Regions from separate parts of the Mus musculus genome. Here regions 1, 2, 3 and 4 are each linked to region 5. A link is a contact called in public ChIA-PET, Hi-C, Micro-C and promoter capture Hi-C data. All regions are on one chromosome and are shown on one strand. Each heading gives the region's core, a stretch centred on a gene start, on an enhancer-like site or on the middle of the called end of the contact. The rest is flanking DNA. Distances are from core to core; before and after follow the strand shown. Region 1 holds the start of Asf1b (anti-silencing function 1B histone chaperone). Region 2 holds the start of 1700067K01Rik (RIKEN cDNA 1700067K01 gene). Region 3 holds the start of Podnl1 (podocan-like 1). Region 4 overlaps Gm46046 (predicted gene, 46046). Region 5 holds the start of Lyl1 (lymphoblastomic leukemia 1).

Region 1 (4,640 bases), core at 2,124-4,623, 750 kb after region 5:
AGCATTTTTTTTTTTTTTTTTTTTTTTTTGGTTTTTCCAGACAGGGTTTCTCTGTGTAGCCCCAGATGTCCTGGAACTCACTCTGTAGACCAGGCTGTCCTCGAACTCAGAAATCTGCCTGCCTCTGCCTCCCGAGTGCTGGGATTAAAGGTGTGCGCCACAATGCCTGGCGCATTTCAGAACACTTGCAGAGGACCCAGGTTTGATCCAGAGCACCCACACAGTGGCTCACAACTGTCTCTAATTCCAGTTCAGGTAATCTGACGTCTTCTGGCTTCAGAAAAGGAATCTGGCTAGATGTCTCAGCAGATAAGTGTTTTAAGAACCTGAATTCAGGGGCTGGTGAGATGGGTCAGTGGGTAAGAGCACCCGACTGCTCTTCCGAAGGTCCGGAGTTCAAATCCCAGCAACCACATGGTGGCTCACAACCACCTGTAACAAGATCTGACACCCTCTTCTGGAGTGTCTGAAGACAGCTACAATGTACTTACATATAATAAATAAATAAACCTTTAAAAAAAAAAAAAAAAAAAAAAAAAAAAAAAGAACCTGAATTCAGGGTACTGGAGAGATAGTTCAAGGCTAGAATCCAGTATTGACCTTTAAGATCCAGGTTTGACTCCCAACACCCATGTCGGGAATCTCAAATCAGCTATAGAGGATCAGTTGTCTCTGCCTTCCAGGGGCTCCCATGCATATGCCACCGCCAACATAGACACAAAAATAAAAAAGAAAGGAATGAGGTCACATGTGGAGGTGTACACTTTGAATCCCAGCACTGGGGAGGCAGAGACAAGCAGATCTTTGACTTCAAGGCCCTCCTAGTCTACAGAGTAAGTTCTAGATCAGCCAGAACTATATAGTGAGACCCTGTTTCAAAGAACAAAAAGAAAAGGAAAGAAAACCCCATTACTGAAGAGAATAAGATGGTGGATCCCTGGCTTACTAGACAGCCAGACTACCAGTATTGTAGCTCCAGGCTTTACAGAGACACTGTCTTTTAAGTAGGACAAGGCTAGAGAGACAGCCCATGGTTAAGAGCATTGGCTGCTCTTCTAGAGGCCAGGTAAGATTCCTAACACCTCCATGGAGACTCACAAGCCTGTAACTCAAGTTCTAGAATACCCAACTCCTTCTGAACTATGTGGCTATCAGGCACTCAAGTGGTGGCATAAATACATGTAGACAAAACATACACACAAAAAATAAAATAAAATAAAAATAAAAAGGTGGCCAGGCAGTGGTGGCGCACACCTTTAATCCCAGCACTTGGGAGGCAGAGACAGGCGGATTTCTGAGTTCGAGGCCAGCCTGGTCTACAAAGTGAGTCCCAGGACAGCCAAGACTATACAGAGAAACCCTGTCTGGAAAAAACAAAAAACAAAAAACAAAACAAAACAAAACAAAAAAAGGTGGACAGCAATTGAGAAAGACCACTTGCAGTTTCTCTGGCCCACACCCACAAATTAAACTAAAAAAAAAAATAAATAAATAAAAACAATCTGGACTCAGAACTCAGAGACAAACTTCAATGATAATGCTTCTACTACTATCTGGCTGACTTGGAAAAATCACCCTGCTCCTATTAAAACATGACCAACAGGCTGACTCTAGCCTCGCTGTTCTGGTTCTATAAATAAGGAATAAAAGTAATACTAGGCAATGACCATGCAACCATTTTTAAATGCAAGGAGCACAAACAGACTGATTGAAACCTGATCTCTCAGCATCTGGGAACTGTGAATCCCTTAATCTATCAGCTCCTTATATCTCCTCTTGGCTTCCAAATAAATCGTATTCCACACTGTTACTCTACCTTTTATTTATTTATTTACACCCTGCCTTGTTCCAGTAAGGATTTAACCCAGCTTATTCTATAGTTAGTCATAAGTAGATTCATTTAAACTTAAGGGGTAAGAAACTAGGGAGAGGCTGAGCCACTGACCCACCCCAAGCACACACATAGCAGCTCCAAGTGAACAGGAGTGGCTGGCCTTAACTGAATACCACCAACAGCCACCAAGAGGCACTAGTTGCCACAGCCTAGGCTCTCAGAGCTCCACCTCCTCAGCTGCTACATCCTTTCAACACTCAGTAGAGAAATGGTCTCGTGGAGTGTTGAAAGCAGGTCCTCTGAAAACAGGACTTGCCTTTTGCTGGGGAGCTGAGAATCCAAAGTGACTTCACAGTTTACATGTTCATGGATTTATTTGAAAGTCTTTTGCTCTTTATGGCTCTTGTTCTCTCATCTGTGTGATGAGAGCCATGTCCACCTTTATGTCCCACAGATGAATTAAGTCATTCTGTGAAAGATCCACAAAAGCCCGTGGCCTCCCAGTTGATGGAAGTTGGATCCCATCCCTGTTTGGTCAGTCCACCCACTCCCCAGACAAGGTCAGCCCATCAAAAGGGATGAGGGGTTCCTTGCACTGAGTTAGCTGGCAGCTAGTAGAAATCTCAGAAACTGGAAGAGGCCTGCCTGGCTGTGGCACCCCTCACCTCAGGACATTCACCCAGACCAGGAGCTGGGGAGACCAAGTTACCTACAAAGCCTGGAGTCAGAAGCCCCCATCTCTCCTCAGAGGGAGCTCAGACATAGGATCTGGGACTAACCTAAAGGAAGAAGGCTTATAGGCAACACCATGTTGTTACGGTTGGCAAGCAGGAGTTGTGGGGGACAAATCTGGAGTTGTCTGGGGAGGGGGTTTTTGGGAGCCATGGGGTGAAGAAGGTCTTGACATGGGCGGACAGGGCAACAGAAGAGTCTGGCTGCTTTGTAGGAAAAGATACCCACAAGGAAAAGGGGGGGGGACGGGACTGGAGGTTGGGATTCCATAGGACACGTGGATGGTTTCTTAGGAGGAAGGGCATCAACGCGGGGTCTAGCCATAGGGAAAAGGCGTGGCTGCGGGTCTCCAGGGAAAGCGTACAAGGACAAGCGGTGCAAGACGAAGGGTGACGAGGCCTCCACCAGACAATGTACACTGGACAGAGCCGGCTCCACCGAGAGACCGGAGCTGGGCCATGGAGGCGTATCTAATGGGAGATCTAGTTGGCCCCGGGAGATTGGGGGTGGCGAAACCCCGAGGGCAGGAGGGTCTGGGGTCCCCGGCTCAGGCCCGGCCTCACCGTCAGACAGGGCCTCACTGCATTCGAAGCTGATCTCGAACCGGAAGGGGCTGTGGAAAGGGCTCGGGTTCTCCAGCACAGCCACATTCAGCACCGACACCTTGGCCATCACCGCGCCCGGGAGCCGCAGCTGCTGTGGAGACTTCTTCACAGTGACTTGCGACAGAGAAGAAGGGGGGGACGACAGGACGGAAACCTCCCTGCGTCTCCCAACTCTTCCCTCTGAAGCGCTCCTCCGCTCAGCGCGCTCCCTTCAAATAGCCGGCTCCGCCTTCCAGCCAATCGCCGCTAAGGACCGATGACGGCGCGAGCCATCAGCCAATCTCGAGGCGTCTTCAGGCGCGCGCCTGGACCCTCAGACCAATCAGAGAAGCTCCCTCTTCACGGGCCCCAGGAGGCGGAACGTTAATCTCTTAGCTTCGTAAAGGTCTATCGGGAACCAATCCCTGGAGTCTCCGACTGGAATAGCTCGCTCCGGGGTGGGCGGAGTTAGAGCGCGGAACTTCTCTTGTCCAATCCCAAGGGTTACCGCACCGGCATCCCCCGCCCCTCGTTCCGCTTTTCCGGTAGACGCACCTCACAGAGAGCAGCGCCACCAACGGCCGAACGGTGGCGCGCGACTCTCACTAAAACGCGCTGAGAAGACGGCACTCGCACTCGCAGTGATTGAGTATCGATCGTGGGCGTGGCCGTAAGCGGGTTTCTGAGACGTGATTGGCTATTATGGTGGGCGTGAGGAACGCCGGGCTGGAGAGCTGTGGAAATCGCACACCCTCACAGTGAAAAGCTTTAAGGAGGAGAGAGTGGCCTGGGCGGTTTAGGCGGCTGTCAGCAGGTGAGCGTTTCTGGGGACTACCCTGAGGGGTTCCTACCTTTGAAAATCATGGTCGAGGAGACTGTCGAGAAGGTTTAGATCACCCCTGAGACAAGATGGCGTAGCGATGAGAGGGGATACAGGATCGAGTCTCAGTCCGAAGGGAGTTCTGGTTCGTGGACAGACCAGGGTTTGAATCCTGCCTCTGCACTCTGTCTTTCAGCCCGGGCTCGGTGACGCACGCTTTTTATCCCAGCACACGGGAGGCAGAGGCAGGTGGACCTGTGAGTTCGAGGCCAGCCTGGTCTGCAGAGCAAGTTCTAGGACAGCCAGGGCTACACAGAGAAACCCTGATCCAAAACCAAACCAGTTAACTGCCGCTGTCTGTGAAACTTACCTTTTCTCCTTACTTTCTGGTTCTTTATACCCTGTCATAGCTTCTTACACAACCTTTACCAATCACATCTTTTAAAGGTTAAAACAAAATGGAAAGGTAGATGCGTGCCATTAATCTCAGGACTCAGAGGTAGGCAGACTTCTGTGGGCCAGCCTGATCTACACAGTGAGTTTGGGGAAGTAAGTAAATTAGTTTTCATACTTGGCCAATGCAAAAAGGCCAAGAAGCAATGAATATGATTTTTAATAGACACTTAACTAAATAGGACAAAAATAATCATTTCAAATATGACCATTCTAA
Region 2 (4,506 bases), core at 842-3,341, 700 kb after region 5:
GGTGTATAGGCAGGCTCAGGTTGGCAATCGGTATAGGAAGGAGAGGACTTTGATTTTGACAAGGGGACTCACTAATCCACATGGGAGTCTGCTCCTTGGCTGCTGGCCTCTGTGGTGGTTTCCAGGTTCCAGCGCATCTTCTTATAGAGGTATCTTGGGAAGTGACTGGCAGTATAGGCAGCTGGTGTGCAGTATCGGAAGATGGACACGTCGTGGGAGGGGCTGATGGAGAACCTCCCGCAGAAAAAGCAGGAGATGCTAGCGGGAGATAGGAGGATGGACAGCAAGCTGGGCCCTGGACCCCATCCCCCCACAGCCCCGTTTCCTGCCCACTTACCTCAAAGGGTTGGTTTCCTCCAGGTCCACGAACCCAAAGGAGGCATACATGAGAACTAACTGTTCCAAGCGCAGTGTTAGCTGCTGGGAGATCTCCAGCAACTGCATGGAAGGTGGGACTTCATGACCTCAGGCAGTCAGCCAGAAGCAACCCTCTTACCCCTAGGCAGAGTCTAAAGGTGAAAGGGGCCTGGAAAGAGAGCTACTATACACACCCCCTTCCGGACCAACTCCTGCAGGGCTCCATAGATGGGAGGGACACTCCTTGCTGCAGCCTCAAGGTATAAGAAGTATGGTTCACACATTGTTAAGAAGGTGGGCATGGCCTTGGCTAGCTGTTCCTTCTGTACTCGGTCCCTGCTGAAGGGAGAAAGGGGCCTTCATGTGGCATCTCTCCCCTTTCATCTCTAGGTGCCCCTCCTCCACCTGTATCCCGGGCTGAACCCTGATGAAATTTTCTCAGTGCTGTGAGCATGTGCATAGCATGCGCCAGAGTCCTGGGTTCCAATACCCCCAAATTAAACATTTTTTAAAAAGGGGGGCTGGGAGCTGAAGTAGGTGTGAGAGGCTGGAGCTCAGCATAGGAAAAGCTTCCCCAAGAGAAAGACCCCCCCCCCAAATGCCAAGTCTTTCTCCGTTGTCTTTCAGAACCACCTGCATCTGTCCTTTGAAACATTTGTTAAAGTGTGGGCACCTGGGCAGGGAGCACAACTCTGTGGCAGACAGAATGCTTGCCTGAGTTCCACCCCCAGTGTGTTTGGGGGTATATACAACCAAGTTCTCTCAAAACTGTAGAGCGAAGCTCGCTCAGAAAGCCTCCCGAAGACATCCCAGCCCTTTCCACTTGTCAGGACACTGCATTTTTCCTTGGGAGTGGAGGGTGGCCTCTCATACCAGAAGTTCTCTGACTAGAGTTGATGCAGATGGAACCTGGTTACCTGAATTAAACAGGGTTTTAAAAAGCTAAGAGAGCGTTTCAAATTTGGTAGGGAAGATGAGGAAGGAGGCTCACCAACCAGAACGGAATGAGACCTTCTCTCAAGAAGAAAAATATGGGCCCAATCAACCAACCAACCAACCAAAATCAAAGTTCTAGAGAAAAAAAGAAAAAATATTTTGCTACCCTAAAGGCCTATACATTGCCTGCTTCTGCCTCTCAATTCTTCACAGCCCTTGGTGCACTAGTAAAATGTATTCCTAATTAGCTAGACTCGTATACTGTATCTCTGGGCCCTGAGTTCAGTTTTTGGCCTTTGTGGGCTGCACAGCCTGTCCTCCTGTTCCTGGGACCTCGGCCTTTGTGCAGGGTCACCTGTAGAGCAAGTAGCTTTGAAAGTCATCCGCCTTCCTGAGCAGGTAACGGAGCTGGTCAGTGATGGGGCTGAACATAGAGTCCAGCGGGAGGCGAGCAGGGGCCGGCCCGAGCTCCGCTGCCAGTGGCTCCCGGGAGGACGTGGAGGCTGGAGCTTCCATCATGGGCTGTGCCCGCTGGGGCTCCTGCTCCGCTGAAGTCTCGGGTCTCCCGGCGGGCGACCACGAAGGGTCTCCATAGGGCGGCGGCCCGGGTCCCAGTTCCTCCGAAGGCGGTGCTTCTCCGGGGCCTAGGGCCAGCGACCCCGTGAACCAGGGTTCGGCAGCCATCCGCGTCCACAGTAGGCTCCTCCAGCTCCTGCGGCGTCCCGGGAGCGCACACACCTGGGGCCGACCGGCTTGGGCAGTGAGCGCAGCCGCACTCAGCCCGGCCTCGACGTCTCTGCCGGCGCCGCCCCGCGGGGCTTTCGCCTCTTTTGAATTTCAGCACGCGGAGGGCGCGCAGCCTGGGCCTGCACTGCGCACGGAGCTCGGCGGGCACCTGGCGCGCGGGGTGCTGCCAAGGGCGGAGCCCCAGACCTGCCTCGTGTTTGCGGTGCGCAGCTAGGCGCCTTTTCTCTTCCCAGGCAATTGACTGGACTGGATGGGGGTTGTGACGGTTACCCAGAGGCCTAGGCTACACCCCAGCAGGTGACCCCAAGATCTCTTAACTGATGGAGCTGGGATCTGCTTTTGACCTTCCTAAGGCCTAGTGATACAGCGGTTACTTATACAATAAAAATCCTCAGATGGGTGATCTTATCCCATCGTCTTTTTAGTTCCAGTATGCCCGCACTGGTCCCAGAACACTTGTAGGTTGGATTCCTTGCTACGTGCAAAGACTGACTGGTATTTAAGTACAGGCTAGGAAGCCAAATATATTACAAGGCTGGAAGTACGCAGCAACAGGTGTCACACTGTCCTGTGTGACCCTCAATTTGACTTTGTCAAGCCAGCTGCCCTGTCTATAAAATGAGTTTTATGACGTCTGCTTCACCAAACTACAGAGGTGACAACAAAACGCTCAGCAAGTGTGCAGTTAACTGTTAGTCACTCAACAAACACTTGAGCAGGTGGTTCTGGAATGAGATGGCAGAAGACAAAGGAACTATTCCAGTCCTAGACTGATTTTGTCATTGTTGAGACAGGACTGAGTGCCTGTAGCCCAAGCTGCCTTTTAACTATGTAGGTAAGTCTAGTCTCGAACTCCTGATCCGACTTCCCTCTCTGAAGTGTGAAGATAACAGGTGTGCCACCAAGCCCAGCCACAAAAACCGTCTCTTTTTGTGGTGGTGGAGATAGAACCGAGACGTTCTATCTGTATACTTGGTGAGCCCATTGAGTAGTGGGCTGAGGGAAGCCGTAGCTATTCTGCCTCACCACATTACTGTCTTAATGTTAAACTCTTCAAGGAGGCTTTTAGCACCTTCTTCCTCCATACAGAAAATGAACTTTTTTTTTTAAAGTTTTATTTAAAAAACCTTCGGTGCAATATTAAAAAGCAATACAGCCAGGTGGTACAATAGTAGACAGACAGAAAGGGAAGGACAAGAGGACCCAAGGTCCCTTACCTCACCTGTTCCCCAGAGGCTGGGGGTCAAGGGGGAGGACACGGGGGTGGTGGGACGAGGAAAAAACCACCACCAGGATGAATAGGCAGAACAAAACACATATAAGATACATCTGGCTGAACTGAAGAGGGGTTTGGGGCCACAGGAAGCTCCCGTTTTTTTGTTTTTCAAAAATGTCCTGGTCTGGGGAGAAAGGGTGACCCCAGGTAAATGAGCCAACCAAGTCCTCCAACCCCATACTCCACTGCTGTGGAGAGGGGTGAACTAAGGTCAGGGGTGTGAGAAAAGGGGGAGAATGGAGAAGGGCACCCCCTCCCTGGAGTCTGTTAGGAAGGTTGAGTGTACCCATGCCCAGCTCCTGGACTATGGAGCCGCCCTGGGTGCAGTCTGGACTGGTTGGGGTGGGGACATGGCTGGGTGCTCAGCCTAGAAGGCCATCAGGATCATCATCCTCAAAGTGGCCTTGCTGAAGCACCTTGATGTGGTGCTCGTAGATCTTCAGGGCTGGGCCCAGGCGAATGGATAGGCCAGTGAGCACATCTGTCCGTTGCATGAGCAACAAAGACTTGCCATCAATTTCCTGGGCAGGACAGAAACGGGCAGGGTCAGTGAACACCCGTGAGGCCCTCTGTGCGTACACACACCTGTAGGCCCAGGCTGGGAACTCACCTGCTCTTGAAAAGCAGTGGCCTGCTCTGGGAAGCCCGCCTCAGTGAAGTATTCCACCACATCCATGACTGTCCACTCCACTGGGTCTGTCGGCTTCTCCTTGCGCCCGGGACTGCATCAGAATGGAGAGCAACAGTGACCTTGACACAGCTCTGATTGCCTAACACCCAGGTGCTAACCCCCAACGCTCCCAATGCCTCAACTTACGGACAGCCAAAAGGTGTCCCATCAGCCCCAGGTAGAGCTGGTTTTCCTGGAGGCAAAGGCACCGGAGATGGAGAATCTGGAGCTGCTCCAACACAAGCTGGGAAAGGAAAAGCAGAGGGCAGTCAGGCTAGGGATCACAGCTCCCTGCTCAGCACTGCCCCAATCCAGAGGGGGCCTTACCTGATCCCCCTTCTTTATTCACAGCTGTCATCGGGAACACCTGCCGTGTGCAGCTGCCAGGTGCTGGTCCCCGTCCTTCATCCTGGCCCTGGTAGGGTCCACAGGGCGACCACTCCTTGACCCTCTCCTTAGCACTCTGAGGGCCCCGCTCTCCATTAATCTGATGGTGCTGAGCACCTGCGGGGCGGTCACT
Region 3 (5,001 bases), core at 1,456-3,955, 580 kb after region 5:
GCTGGGTGGTAGGTAGCTGAGCTGATTGCTGGAAAGACTTAAGGTGGTAATAACCTCCGAGCCGTGGAAGGTGTTAGGTGGCAACCCGGTGTTCCTCAGTCTGTTGTTGTGGAGGTACACAGACCTGAGGAGAGCAGGGCTGCAGCCAGCAGCCTACGCATGTGCACACCACCCTCCCCCATGCTGTTGCCCCTCAACTCCAGCTGGGGTCACCAACAGCTCCTGTTTGAGAGTAAAAGACGTGTGGGTGTGTGCATTTATGCATGTATGTGCGTGTGTGAGTGCATCAACACAAGTGCATAGATGCGTGTGTGTTTGTGTGTCTGACTGTTTAAGTAGGTGGCATCTGTCCTAGTCCTGACTTTTGATAAGTCTACACGTTTGATAAGAGGATCTCTCTCACCACTCAGGTTCCTCCCCCCACCTCCACCCCAGTACACAGCCATAACTATAAACTCCCCACGCAGATGAAGCCCCTCTGATCCCATTTTAGGGACATAACACCCCCCTCCCAGACTGAGCTAATGCCTTGGACCCTCCAAAACTGATCTGAACCCTCTCTGACCCTGCCCTCCTCCCAGTACAGGGCAAGCCTCAGGATCCCCAGAACAGAGCCAGCCTTTTCTTACTCTCCCCACCCCCCCCCCACCCCCCCACTGCACAACTATGCCTCAGACCCTCCAAAACCAGGCTGCGCTGTGGTTCTCCTTTGGCAGGGCTGTGTACAGGATCCCCGGGACAGGCCTGGGAGCAGAATCCCGGAATCAAAGGCTGGGGGCGGAACAAGGGCTAAGGCTACCGGAGTGCAGGCTTCTCCCCAAAGGTGAGAGGAAAGATCTCCACCACTTCATTGGCAGCCAGATCGGCGACACGCAGGGAGCGTGGCAGGAACTGGGGCGCTACAGAAAGCTGCAAGGGTAACAGCAGTCTGGTCCTGGTGCCCGGTTTCCTGCCTCCCCAACCCCCACCCCCAGGTTGCGCTCGCCAGGTGACCCCAGCCAGGCTGTGACCTCTCAGGGATACAGGCTCACCTTGTTGTGGGCCACATAGAAGTTCTCTAGCTGGTTGAGGGACTCAAAGGCCTCATCAGGCAGGCCTGGGTGGGAGCACAGTGGGCAGTGGATGAGGGGACCAGCATTCTAGCAATCCCACTCTGAAGGCTAGGGACTAGCATAAATTCCTAGGCTCCCCCCCCCCAACCAAACCACCACATCCTGTCCTTACTCAAAAGCCACAGCCACCACCATCCCCCAACCCTCGAAATTCCACCGTACTCAGCAGTTGTGGAAACCCCCAAGAGCTGGCCACAACTGGCAAACAGCGGATGTGGAGAGGGGTTGGGACCTGGTTGTTCCCAGCTTGAGGCCCTCACCCTCAGAGGTGATGAGGTTGCTATGCAGGTCCAGGGTGCGCAAGCCGCTGAGGCGGGACAGCTCGTTGTAGGGGAGCTCCCGAAGCTGGTTGTTCTGTGGAATAAAGACAGTCACACCAAGGCCTGTCTCTTGCTCCTCAACTCAACCTGGAGGTGCAGCCCAGTGGCAGAACACTTGCTTAGCATCCACAAGGCAGGCCCTGGGTTCATCTCTAATATCTCCAGAGAGAACAGGAAGAGGAGGAGAAAAGAAGACATCCCATTCCGTGACCCCAAACAACCTTGAGGCTTGTGAGGCACTAAGCTCTTTACTGCACCACCCAGCAAACCACACGGTTACCCTGGGCCTGAAGCCACATGGGCTGCTGATTTTGAACCTGGTCTCTGACACTCCTCTAGCCTTCCCCAACACCCCATCCCCCAACAGAGGGCCTCACTCTGCAGTGAAGGATGGCCTCCTACTTGTGTCCTTAGTACTGGGGCCACTACAACAGACTCTGATCTCAGCCCCCAACACCCTTTTGCCCAAAACCATTCCAAAATACTCCTGTGACCTCCAACATCACAACTATTGACTAATTTTGTAGCCCTGGCTGTAAGTCTGTAGACCAGGCTGGCCTTGAACTCACAGAGATCTATCTGCCTTCCTCTGCATCCCCAGCGCTGGGATTAAAGGCGAATGCCACAACCATGCAGCTGAACTCAGTGTTTTGACCAAAACAACGTAAGTCCTAAGATTCTGACCCCAAACTCCACTCTCGGGACACACGATGCTTCTACCTCTGACATTGGCCTGGCTTAGCGGAACCAGAGCAAGGGCAGGTTCAGCTCTGCCATGTGGACCTCCCACATGAACCCTGCCCTATGCCTCCCTCTCAGATCCCCAGCCCTTACCTGCAAGGAGAGGTGCCTAGCAGCTCTGGTGATATTGTCTGGAAATATCCTCAGGTCCAGACCAGCACAGTCCACCGTGTCATCTCGGGGACAGGAGCAGCGCCAAGGACAGGGCCTCGGGAGGGGCTGTGAGCTGTCACCCAAGTGTGGGAAGGCAGGGTCCTCCGTGTGTGCTAACGACCACTTTAGCATCAGGAGCAGCAATAGCAGCTCTTGAGGCCTCTGGAGGAAAGCAAGGGGCCAGAAAGCCACCTGGTGAGGACCAGTGGGCAGAACCAGGCAGGGGATGGGCAGACCTGCCTTCAGACCCTCCCTGCCTAACTCACCATAGTCAGCCCTGCTGTGCCTCTCCCCAGCTTCTGTCCAGCACTCACGTCCTCCAGTGTCTGCTGTGACTACAATTGCCCTCCATCTCTCAGCACAGAGCGCGCACACACACACACATACACACACACACACACACACACACACACACACACACCCCGCGGGGCCTGAGAAGATGACTGTCCCTTTCCCCTCCCTGAAGAGGGCAGGCCGAGGGCTCATCTAGCCCATCCCTCATTCCCTGCCTGCTCCAATCACCCCAGCTCCACTTTCATAACCTCAGCCAGCCTGAGCCGAGCCACAGCCATGACGAATACTTGAGGAAAAGCTGAGAATCACCCTATCTGGTATTTGGTCTGACCACAGACAGGAATGGGGTGCCAGTGGATGGGGCAGGCGTTAGAGAGTCCCCAAGGAGATGAAGCCAGCCAGAAGGGCTCAAGGGAGGATTAGGCTTCTGTTCTCATGCCTGGCTGGCAGCCACTGCCCACTCCCCAGATAGTCATGGCTCTTGGAAGGAAATTAATGTAAGGGAGGCAGAGGCTGGTGGGTGTCCGTGAGAGCTGGGTGCTGGCCTGCCTGTCTGACCCTGGGCTATTTGCCTCAGCTTCCTTTTCCGCAACTGGTCATGGTTGTCTCACCTTCCAGGAACCTTGTAGAGTTCAGTAAGCTAATGCAACTGAGAGGACAGCATGTTGTAGGCACAGACCTGCAATCTCAGGGCTTAGGGAGACTGAGGCAGGAAGATACCGACGAAGCCAGTACTAGCTGCGTAAGAGCCTGTCTAAAAAACAAGCGACGTGTCAAATGTACATGAAAGAGGCCTCTTCCTCAAGGTCTGTCAACTCAAACACCTAGGGTGGGAGAGGTGGTTCAGTGGTTCAGAGCACTGGCTGCTCTCCCAAAGGACATGAGTTCAGTTCCCAGCGCTTATGGAATTGGGGATCCTGGGATTCAGGCAGGTAGCCCTGGCCTACAGGAAAGACAGCCAAGCTGGAGCGGAAGCCAGTCAGACAACAGGCACCAGTCAGACAGCAGGCATCAGTCAGACAGCAGGCACCAGTCAGACAGCAGGCACCAGTCAGACAGCAGGCACCAGTCAGACAGCAGGCACCAGTCAGACAGCAGGCACCAGTCAGACAGCAGGCACCAGTCAGACAGCAGGCACCAGTCAGACAGCAGGCACCAGTCAGACAGCAGGCACCAGTCAGACAGCAGGCACCAGTCAGACAGACAGCAGGCACCAGTCAGTCAGACAGCAGGCACCAGTCAGACAGCAGGCACCAGTCAGACAGCAGGCACCAGTCAGACAGCAGGCACCAGCAGACAGCAGGCACCAGTCAGACAGCAGGCACCAGTCAGACAGCAGGCACCAGTCAGACAGCAGGCACCAGTCAGACAGCAGGCACCAGTCAGACAGACAGCAGGCACCAGTCAGTCAGACAGCAGGCACCAGTCAGACAGCAGGCACCAGTCAGACAGCAGGCACCAGTCAGACAGCAGGCACCAGTCAGACAGCAGGCACCAGTCAGACAGCAGGCACCAGTCAGACAGCAGGCACCAGTCAGACAGACAGCAGGCACCAGTCAGTCAGACAGCAGGCACCAGTCAGACAGCAGGCACCAGTCAGACAGCAGGCACCAGTCAGACAGCAGGCACCAGCAGACAGCAGGCACCAGTCAGACAGCAGGCACCAGTCAGACAGCAGGCACCAGTCAGACAGCAGGCACCAGTCAGACAGCAGGCACCAGTCAGACAGCAGGCACCAGCAGACAGCAGGCACCAGTCAGACAGCAGGCACCAGTCAGACAGCAGGCACCAGTCAGACAGCAGGCACCAGTCAGACAGCAGGCACCAGTCAGACAGACAGCAGGCACCAGTCAGTCAGACAGCAGGCACCAGTCAGACAGCAGGCACCAGTCAGACAGCAGGCACCAGTCAGACAGCAGGCACCAGTCAGACAGCAGGCACCAGTCAGACAGCAGGCACCAGTCAGACAGACAGCAGGCACCAGTCAGACAGACAGCAGGCACCAGTCAGTCAGACAGCAGGCACCAGTCAGACAGCAGGCACCAGTCAGACAGCAGGCACCAGTCAGACAGCAGGCACCAGCAGACAGCAGGCACCAGTCAGACAGCAGGCACCAGTCAGACAGCAGGCACCAGTCAGACAGCAGGCACCAGTCAGACAGCAGGCACCAGTCAGACAGCAGGCACCAGTCAGACAGACAGCAGGCACCAGTCAGTCAGACAGCAGGCACCAGTCAGACAGCAGGCACCAGTCAGACAGCAGGCACCAGTCAGACAGCAGGCACCAGTCAGACAGCAGGCACCAGTCAGTCAGACAGCAGGCACCAGTCAGACAGCAGGCACCAGTCAGACAGCAGGTACCAGTCAGACAGCAGGTACCAG
Region 4 (4,661 bases), core at 911-3,410, 950 kb after region 5:
ACTATTCTTTTGTTGGAGCTGAGGACCAACCCCCAAACTCTGTAACCTGAGTTTTTGAGACAGTCACTCTCTGAGAACCTAGAGCTTGTCTCTTAGGCCAGACCAGCCAGGTATTGAGTCCCCTGCCTCCCCAGTGCTGAGATTACAGGCATGTGTAATCCCAGCACTGGGGAGGCAGGAGGCTCGCTACCTGGGGGCTATGCCTGGATTTCTACATGAGTTTGGGGGATTGAATTTGGGTCCTCAGGATTGTGTGACAAGCACTTTATTGACAGAGCCACGTTCCCACCCCAACCTTTGCTTCTGCTTCTCCCTAAAGCTTCCTTCCTTTATTTATTTATTTATTTATTTATTTATTTATTTATTTATTTATTTATTTATTTATTTATTTATAGGTTTTGTTTCTGGTTTTCACCATGTAACCCAAGCTGACCTCAAGTTTGTTTTTTTTTTTAAGGTTCTATATTTTATTACTGGACAAACACCCTGATTTAAGACCTGAGCAAGTCTCCAGGTTAAAAATGTTGAACTCCATCTGGTAGGACTGGTTGATGACCACTACTCGGTATAAGCCCTCAGTCTTGCTGTTGTGTGAAGCCTTACAGACCCAGCTTCGTTCTCCTCCAGGGTCTTCTCTTAGAGTTGAACCTGACTTTGTTACCAGTTTTCATCCGGATCCACCAAGGAACAGGATGCTTTGGCTTTTGTTCTTTGGCCAGGAATCGCTTGATTCTGAAAGTCTTGTGAGAAGACGTGGCGAGAAGCCAAATCAGGCGTAATGCGTGCACATGATGGCGGAGGAAAAGAGAAGAGAAAAATGACCTCAAGTTTTTAATCCTGCCTTAAGCTCCCCTAGAAAGGGGATTTTAGGTGCACTTCACTCCTCCTGGTTCTTGTTCCCTGTCTGCGGTGATGTAGATACAACCCACAGCCTCTGGAATTAGCCCCTCAGCTTTTAAAGTACATAAAAGGAATACATCATGGAGACCCAGCCATCTTGCCGTCTTCCCTTTTCCACAACTATATAACATTCCAAAGTACTTTACACAGTACTGCTGAGGCAGGGTTAAAGTCACAATCACAACTGTGCTCACAGTGATCAACAGTCACTCACAGAGCCAAGGCTGCTACCTACACTTAGCCACTCAGCCCAAGTGAGGCTCCGGGTTCCATGTGAGCCCAGAACAGAAGGAAGAGGGGAAGGAAGCCCTCAGCCTTGAATTCTCCCACCCTGCCCCAAATCTTGGTGATCAATGGTCTCTGGATGGGGTGCAGCTGGCTGTGAAGAGCCTTCTCTGCAGGGCTTCCTGTGGAACTGTGTGGCAGCAGCTGCTTATATTTGGTCTATTTATAACCCCAACCCCCACTCCTGCCCGGGTCCCCAGCTGTTGCCACCAGTGAGCTAAGAGGCCCATGAGAAAGGGGAAGTGTGTTGCTAGGTGCTAGGCTTGTTTGGGGTTCGGGGATGCCCCTGCAGCTTCATTTCTTAGAAGAAGAGAACATTTAAGTCATGTCCCTTTTCCCATGTTGGTGGAAGGAGGTGGGTATGAGACCCAGAGTCCTAAAGGGGGCACTCCCCCAAAACTAGATTGTCTCTCCCAGCGTTATCACCCCAAGTGCCTTTCCATATATGTGGAAGTGACTTTGACTGCAGCTTACCCCTTTCCTGCCCCTCCTATGCCCTCCCCTTCATTCCTCCCTCCTCTGCCCCCCTTCCCCCCTCCCCCATAGACTCTCCTTACATAGCCTGGCTATCCTTGAACTCAGGATCTTCCTACCTGAGCCTCCCAAGTTCTGAGTGGGAAACAGGCCTCCCCCACCACCCCGGCTTTTTACTCTGCTGCTACACACATCCCTCGCCAACCTCTCCTACTTCCCCAGGGATGAGTCCCCAGGGCTCCAGCCCCAGGGGACTGTCAGGCCGGGTGACCTTAGGGACAATGATAACTCAGGTGGCAGGTGTGTTTCCCTTCACTCTACTAAAGGCCCGGGGCTCCAAATAGCCTAACTTCTATATTTAGGCATTGTCGCAGCACTGTCAATGACTATAAATACAGTTGCTGCGTTGACTGCCGACACACGCAGGCAGACTGGGATTCATTAGACAGGGTGAGGAGGAGACTGCTGCGGCTAGGAGGAGTCTGCAGCTGTGAGGCGCCAGACTTGGGGGAACCCCGGGTGCTGGGGACTGTAGGAGGAAGAGCATGCTTCCCGCCCTCTTCCCTCTCCTGTGGGGCTTCCTGGCTCTGTGACAGCTGTCCATGCTCACAATTGCGCGGCCGCCCTGCTGGAGCCCAGGGCTCGCTCATCCGCGCGGAGCTGCCCGGCCCCTTCCTCTGCCATTGTCTCCAGTCGGTGGCATCCTGTTATGGTCCCTCCGCCCGGGATCCTATCGACCCCTGCCCTGCCCAGGCTTGTACATGTGCTGTTTTGTTGGACCTGCTCTGGTGAGGTATCAAGGTCCCAGCCTGCTCGCCATACCTCAAAGGCAGCTGCTGGTCTTTGCGGTCACAGCGATGCCGGTGCAACAGGGTCACTCCCTCACGTTCCCAATGAGCTCCACTCACAGATGGCGACATTAAGGCCCAAAGAAATATCACTTCCCCCAAAAGGGCAGAACTTTGCCTAGTCCCTCATATCGGGTAGATCGGAGTGCTTTGTGCCACCAAACTAGTCATTAAACTCTTGCGTGCCTCAGTTCCCCTATCTGTCAAGTGGAAAGAATACCGCCTGCCTCCTGGAGCTACTGGGAGGATGAATATGTTCCAGAGTTGAATCGCTATGAAAGCCTACAAAGAAATAGCAATGTCTGTCGGTCTAGTCAGAAAACAACAACAACAACAACAAAACAAAACAAAAAAACCTGGATTTTGGGTTCCGTCTCCAACAGTTCAGGAAAAAGTGAGATGTACAGTAGCTATCAGGAACTATAACAGTTGTAATAATTATAATATGAAAAGGAGACTGTATGGCTCAGCACTGGCTGCTGGAGCTTACGACTTTAATTCCAACACGCAGGAGGCAGAGGTGGCAGATCTCTGAATTGAGGCCAGTATGGTTTACAGAATAAGTTCTAGGACAGCCAATCTTTTTTTGTTTTTGTTTTTGTTTTCCTCGAGACAGGGTTTCTCTGTATAGCCCTGGCTGTCCTGGAACTCACTTTGTAGATCAGGCTGGCCTCGAACTCAGAAATCTGCCTGCCTCTGCCTCCCGAGTGCTGGGACTAAAGGCGTGCGCCACCACGCCCAGCTTTAGGACAGCCATTCTTACACAGAACCCTGTTTCCAAAAATAAAACAAGCAAACTATAGTTCTCTTGGTTGCTCTTGCAGAGGACATGAGTTCAAACCCCAGCATTCACCAGGGACCCAGCACTCTCTTCTGGTCCCCTTGGGCACCTGCATAGACATGCATATGCTCACACAGGGACACACACAAGTAAACACAAAAGAAATTAATTAAAATAAGATTTTATTAGGAGTTAAGAAAAAGATAGGAGCTGGCGAGATGGCTCGGCTACTCTTCTGGCTTCCATTCCCAGCACCTTTGTGGGGGTGGCTCACAATCTTCTGTAACTCCAGTTCCAAGTGGCCTCTGTGGCCATCAGACACACAGTGGTGCATATACATATATGCAAACACCCATACACATAACACTTAAAAAAATGTATGAGGTCCCGAGTTCAATTCCCAGCAACCACTTGGGGACTCATAACCATCCATACTGGGATTTGATGCCCTCTTCTGGCATGCAGGTGCACACGTAGATAGAGCACTCATATACATAAAATAAAATAAATACATTTTTAAAAAAGAATGTGCCAAATATGGTAGAATATCTGTAATCCTGCACTCTAGAGGCTGACACAAATTATCACGGGTTCAAGACCAGCTTGGGCTACAAGGCCAGATTCCAACTTTAAAGAAAGAGATGACAAAAATCCTGCCTGAGGACTGACAGCTGAGAGGGGTCAGACATAAGAACAACATAACCCGATAGACTTTATGGTGGACAGATGATAGTACTGTGGAGAAAAGAGAAGATGCCCGGTTCTGGGAGAGAAGCAGAGTTCGGCAGATCTCAGGGCTTGATGTCTAACCCAGTGGGTGAGTTTCAGAACCAGGGAGAGACCCTGTCTCAGAAAATAATATAAAAAGTGTTTGAGGCAGCCACAAGGCATCCACACCAGCATGAACAGGCAGGCTCGCACACATGCACAAGTGTGAGCGCACGCATACATGCATGCTGCATAGGAAAAAGAAAATGAAAAAAGCAAGTAGCCAGGGAGAACTGCTGGTTCAAGCCAGGGAGACCTGGGTAGACAGTCCTAACTAAGGCGTGGAAGCTTCATTGATATTCAAGCCTAAACCAAAGAGCAGAGGGCCTTTGGAGTTATTCACCTGTGTAACACCCTGAGAGCAGACCCTCCCAGGGGCTAGGGACCGGGGTCAGTGGTGAGCATTTGCAGGCATGCTTCAGAGCCTGAAAGTCTTCCCTAGTGCCGAGAAAACGCACACCACCAACAGAACACAAGCCAGGTACCCAGTAAGTGCCAGATAACCTCTGTAAGACCTGTGACAACATCAGTAATGTGATTAAAGACTCACCAAGCAGGGTGACGCACAACTTTAATTTCAGCAGGCAGGAGAAAGACAAATCTCA
Region 5 (4,438 bases), core at 1,489-3,988:
CTCTGTGCCCGGCCCCGAAGCGTGCGCTGCCCTCCACGCCCCTGCGCGCAGGTGGCTTGCGGGACCCGGGAGCGCTGGGGCCGGAGGTCAGCACAGCCGTTTGGTCTCGCAGCAGCCGCACCAGGAAGCCTATATACTTCATGGCCAGGCGCAGCACCTCGTTCTTGCTCAGCTTCCGGTCGGGCGGGTGGGTGGGCAGCAGCTTCCTGAGCTCTGCGAAGGCGCCGTTAACGTGCTGCTGCCGCCAGCGCTCACGGCTGTTGGTGAACACTCGCCGAGCCACCTTCTGGGGTTGGTGCCCTGAGGACCCAAGGGATAGCATCAGCGTAGAGGACAGAGGGCGCCCACTGCTGTCCTCACTGAACACCACTAGCACCCACGTGGGGCTTGAACCCAGACTGTGGGCTGTGTAGACATCGGAACTGCTGAGTCTGATTAAGCCTTGATGACAGCGATGTGATCCCTTGAGAGGTCCATGCTGTGGTTTCATTCCTAGCAAGTGTATTTCTGGGTTCTCAAAGGTCCTGTTCTTGCCGGCTGTGGGCCTGAGGGTGACTGGTGACCTATCTGATGGCTGTGGTTGTGTGGGATCATGCGATGTGGTTGTGGCTGTTGTATGTGTGGCTGGGGTTCTGAGGTTGACTGTGGTCTCATAGCTCTGTGTGATCCTAACCCAAGGTTGTCTCTCATGACTGTGTTCTCAAGGGTTGGGGAGTGTCATCTTGTGGCTGCCATATCCTATTGTGGCCATGTCTCTGGTTATAATGCTTGCTTGTTGGGGACTCACATAGCCCAGGTTGGCTTCTGAACTGGTTCTCCTGTGTCAGTCTGGATTACAGGGTAATCCCCCAAGCTAGGCTCCGTACTGTAGTCTTGCATTAGCTATCACTTGTGTGAGTTGTCCTGTGTTGGGGTGTATGTGAACTTCCCAAAATACTTCTTCCTGTGGCAGAGTACAGGCCAATCAGACATGAGCTGCAGGCACCCCACAAGTACACACCGAGACACAAACTCACCGTCAGCCAAGTCCAGCTCACTATGGCTTGGTCTGCGCTTCAGCCGGCTGTTAGGGAAGATGCTGAAGGGTCCTGCTGGCCCAATGTAGACACTGTAAGGGGTTGTGGGTCATGAACACTTTGTAGGCAAAGACCCTGGCCCCCAAACCTAAGCACTGCCCATAGTCCGAGCTGCCCACTGACCTGTTGAGGAAGGGGTGAGGGTGGTAATGTACAGCCAGGGTAGGTGGAGCTCTTCCCAAGGCAGTTAGCTGCAGCAAGGAGGGCCGAAAGGCACTGAGCTCTGTGGTGGGCATGGCTGCCCCTATGGGCCTGGTGTGTCCCAGGTTTATCACTGGCACGCCGGGAGGCAACCAGGGAGTGCACGTGTTTCGGTGGTCCACCTCCTCTGTAGAAAGGGGCCCAGGTGAGGCCGGCTTAGAGGGAGGGGCAGGTGCTGGGCTGGAGGCACATACCATCTCAGTTTTCTCAGTCATGGCGGAACCCACCTCTGCTCTGGCCTGGGGCGGGCACATGGACCCCACGGATAGAATGCTAACCTGTGGGAGAGAGTGAAGTTAAGGGGAAGGAAGGCCAAAGACCATCTTTCTCCCACCTGTTTAACCTGAGCTTTTCAATGTAAGAGCACCCTTAGGCGAGAAAGGGATTGGGGGTTCAATAATCAAAGGTAGAAAAGTGGTCCTAGAAACTGCTAGGACCTAAAAGGAGGGCCTCCTCCACAAGAGGGGAGCCTCCTCCACAAGAGGGGGTGTCTATCAGATACTAGGCAGCGTTGACCCTATGAATTGTTTGTAATGGGCATCTTCAGTCTCTGAACTAGTTCCCATCTTTCAGAATCTCTCCTACCTGCAGCTGGGAATAAGATAGGAATCTCCGGACTAACTCTAAGACCTCCTAAGTCTCCAAGAGTCACCCTCTGCCACCTCTCCATGGCTATTCCAGGGGCCTCTACCCTTGCTGAAAGTTCCTCTTACTGGCCCCCAACCCCATCAGCACCCTACTTACCACGTTTGCTGGGCTCTAAGGTCTGGGGTATCCTGCCAGTGTGTGACTTCCCACATTGCTGCCCTGTTTTCCCCAACTGAGGACATTTCAGTGCCTCCTCACTTCCAGTGAATGAATAAATAAATGAAGTAACAAACACCGAATACAGGCACAGACACTCCTTAATGTTTAAAGCGTCTTTCTTACCCTGTAGCAGTTTCCACAGCTTGGAGAACCCGGCTGTGTGGTCAGGTTTGTCAGTCCAGGTCAGGAGACAGTTTCCACTGTCCAGTTCGGCCGGTGTGCTCCAGGTAATCCCTCCCGTTGGGCCTCAGAGCTGGGCTGCGCCACCTCCCGGGCTCCGGAGGGCCTGAGTAGCTTCGGAGGCGTCGTGGTGGGTACCTCCAAGAGAAAGTGAGCTGCTCCTGGACCGACCCGCCCTTTCCCCCGCCCCCGACAGCCTGGCTTCCTCCCTCTTACCCGCTGGCGCAGAGGCCAGAGGATGCTGGGCCTGTGCAGATAAGGGTCTGGCTGCCTGGCCGCGGCTGATAAGAAGCAATGCTGACCCCGGAGGAAACCAGCGGGCAGGGATCACGGAGCGCGCACCTCCTGATCCACCCCGGCTAGTCACCCTTCGGGGTTTGCTGCTCCCACAGCACTGGAAGACCCCCCAACCCTCAGGAGCCCAGCGCCAAACGTGTGCAAAGGGGAAAGGTGGCAAGGCTGCCTCTGATGTCCTCTGAGGTTGGTCTAGCTTTGAACCCCACCCCCTATGCTGATGGGGGTGGAAGGGGCCCCTTTCCGGTCCTCTGAGGCCCCATGACCCATGAGCCTCAGCCTAGTTCCTCTTTTTTTACAGATCCCCCTGTGGACTGCACCCCCCCCCCCCACACACACACCCAGGAATAGGGCTCCGGAAGGAGACAATTCTGGTAATGTGGCCTTGCCGTGTCCTGACACCGAGGTGCAGGTGTCCCGAACCTGTGGCACTGCTAACGTATTTCCAAGCCCAGGCGGGTGAGATGAGTGTCAAAGCCATATCTGAGTTTCCCAGAAGTTGCTCCCAAGTTCCCCAAGATGCTACTCAGCCATACCACAACTAGGTGGTATCCCTCACTGCCAGGTATTCTGGAGTGATCTTCTGAATTCTGGAAACCTAGAGACTGGAGAGATGGCTTCGTGGCTAACAGCACATGTTGGTTTTGTAAAGGGCTCACACTTTGTTATGGCTCACAACCATAACTAACCCCAGTTCTTTTTTTTTTTTTTTTAAGATTTATTATATGTAAGTACACTGTCTTCAGACACTCCAGAAGAGGGCATCAGATTTTGTTACAGATGGTTGTGGGCCACCATGTGGTTGCTGGGATTTGAACTCTGGACCTTCGGAAGAGCAACCGGCATTCTTAACCACTGAGCCATCTCGCCAGCCCCCCCCTAGCCCCAGTTCTAAGAAATGTGACATCTTAACTCTGAGGGCACCAGACTTGCACATGGTGCACATACATGCATGCAGGAAAAAGTCAAAGAAAAAAAATCCGTATAAAAGTTACAAAAATCCTGGGACCCCAGCTGTAAGCTCCAAAAGGGCCAGGCATGTTGATCCCAACAGTTGAATCTCTTGAGTTCAAGGCTAGCCTGGTCTAAATATTGAGTTTCAGTAGTCGGGTCTATGTAGAGACTCTGCCTCCTCCCAAAAAGGGGAGGGGGACTTCCAAGATGAGCTGAATCCCAGGCACTCCAGGAGGCTTGTCCCCTGTATCTGGTTAATTGTGGGCACACCCAGAGAGGGGCTCAGTGGCCATGCAGACTCATCAAAGTGCTTAAGCCAAAGACCCAGTTACCCACCCTAGTGACTCCTCTAGCACAGCTTGCTACAGTGGGCTTCACTTTCTGACTGATGGTGATGGGTGCATGTGCTGGGAGAGATTCTGCCCCAGGACTCTCCCCTAACATTAATAATCCTCTACTCTAGGGGGAGGGGAGAGAACGTCTCTTCATTGGGTGTCTCAGCAGCCGCCTGTGTTCTGAGAGCATACTCCTATTGAGGAGCAAGCAGGACAGGAAGCACCTGGTCTGGAGCGGATGCACAGAATGCCTGGTTCCGGTTTGGCTTCCGCCACTACACCAACTGCAGACAGCTGAGCCCAAGAAACCAGGCAATAGGATTGAGACTGCAGTGGGATTTGCGAGCACTGGGGAAGTGGAGGAAATGCCTGGATAGCTGGAAGAGGGGAGGCAGCCTGTTTGCAGATGCCGCCCTGTGGCCACCTGATGAACTGCTCTCCTGAGCAGCCAGAGCAGTTTCCATGTCAAAGAGACAAAGTTGCAGTAAGGCAGGAACAACCACTCCTCAGACGGGCAGAGTCCCCCATGCAGATGGCTTCCCAATTCAAAATGACAACCAGCAGGTTACATCTCTTTATTGTCTCAGTCTA

What was found. Hi-C and Micro-C count contacts between places; a contact is called where the count stands out from the background. ChIA-PET counts read pairs in DNA pulled down with a chosen protein or histone mark. Capture Hi-C pulls out chosen DNA fragments and counts their contacts.
Region 1: a promoter capture Hi-C map of adipose tissue shows a contact between it and region 5. The contact joins the promoter of Asf1b here to the promoter of Lyl1 in region 5. A contact is called at or near these places in 1 of 39 promoter capture datasets (cranial neural crest) and 1 of 9 other capture datasets (adipose tissue).
Region 2: a contact with region 5 is called in a Micro-C map of embryonic stem cells, with 2.1 times the contacts expected there. The contact joins the promoter of 1700067K01Rik here to the promoter of Lyl1 in region 5. A contact is called at or near these places in 2 of 484 Hi-C or Micro-C datasets (the G1E-ER4 cell line and embryonic stem cells), 3 of 115 datasets of contacts at active chromatin or transcription factors (the SCID.adh cell line, bone marrow-derived macrophages and pancreatic cancer cells) and 3 of 9 other capture datasets (adipose tissue, liver and pancreatic islet).
Region 3: an RNA polymerase II ChIA-PET map of effector CD8 T cells shows a contact between it and region 5, with 16 read pairs. The contact joins the promoter of Podnl1 here to the promoter of Lyl1 in region 5. A contact is called at or near these places in 2 of 39 promoter capture datasets (cranial neural crest and second pharyngeal arch cranial neural crest), 1 of 115 datasets of contacts at active chromatin or transcription factors (effector CD8 T cells) and 2 of 9 other capture datasets (adipose tissue and pancreatic islet).
Region 4: a contact with region 5 is called in a Hi-C map of B cells, with 8 read pairs. The contact joins the enhancer-like site here to the promoter of Lyl1 in region 5. A contact is called at or near these places in 1 of 39 promoter capture datasets (pre-B cells), 1 of 484 Hi-C or Micro-C datasets (B cells), 1 of 115 datasets of contacts at active chromatin or transcription factors (large pre-B cells) and 2 of 9 other capture datasets (adipose tissue and liver).

Annotation. Positions count from the first base shown.
Region 1 is chr8:83,954,427-83,959,066 of GRCm38.p6, reverse strand. It overlaps Asf1b (anti-silencing function 1B histone chaperone), which reads right to left and starts at 3,373. Exons shown (of 4, transcript NM_024184.2): 1 at 3,130-3,373. The coding sequence starts at 3,238. It overlaps Gm10644 (predicted gene 10644), which reads left to right and starts at 3,734. Exons shown (of 5, transcript NR_169070.1): 1 at 3,734-3,964.
Region 2 is chr8:83,999,048-84,003,553 of GRCm38.p6, reverse strand. It overlaps 1700067K01Rik (RIKEN cDNA 1700067K01 gene), which reads right to left and starts at 2,091. Exons shown (of 6, transcript NM_183097.3): 1 at 1,649-2,091; 2 at 552-693; 3 at 338-438; 4 at 73-258. The coding sequence starts at 1,977. Samd1 (sterile alpha motif domain containing 1) reads right to left here. Exons shown (of 5, transcript NM_001081415.2): 2 at 4,314-4,506; 3 at 4,134-4,230; 4 at 3,927-4,038; 5 at 3,139-3,837. The coding sequence ends at 3,679.
Region 3 is chr8:84,123,693-84,128,693 of GRCm38.p6, reverse strand. Podnl1 (podocan-like 1) reads right to left here and starts at 2,705. Exons shown (of 10, transcript NM_001013384.2): 1 at 2,593-2,705; 2 at 2,267-2,488; 3 at 1,373-1,466; 4 at 1,032-1,096; 5 at 800-909; 6 at 1-124. The coding sequence starts at 2,595.
Region 4 is chr8:83,745,595-83,750,255 of GRCm38.p6, reverse strand. Gm46046 (predicted gene, 46046) reads right to left here. Exons shown (of 2, transcript NR_168527.1): 2 at 4,611-4,661. Among named protein-coding and RNA genes, the nearest start is that of Adgre5, 6.6 kb to the right of the region's middle. Within about 2 kb of position 2,160, at least 217 of the 459 cell types and tissues checked have an H3K27ac peak or open chromatin away from gene starts, as enhancers often do. A contact at or near this core is called in B cells, adipose tissue, liver and 1 more, where this site is marked.
Region 5 is chr8:84,699,757-84,704,194 of GRCm38.p6, reverse strand. Lyl1 (lymphoblastomic leukemia 1) reads right to left here and starts at 2,738. Exons shown (of 4, transcript NM_008535.2): 1 at 2,208-2,738; 2 at 1,200-1,555; 3 at 1,017-1,108; 4 at 1-300. The coding sequence starts at 1,531. Trmt1 (tRNA methyltransferase 1) reads right to left here. Exons shown (of 17, transcript NM_001164559.1): 17 at 4,387-4,438. The coding sequence ends at 4,431.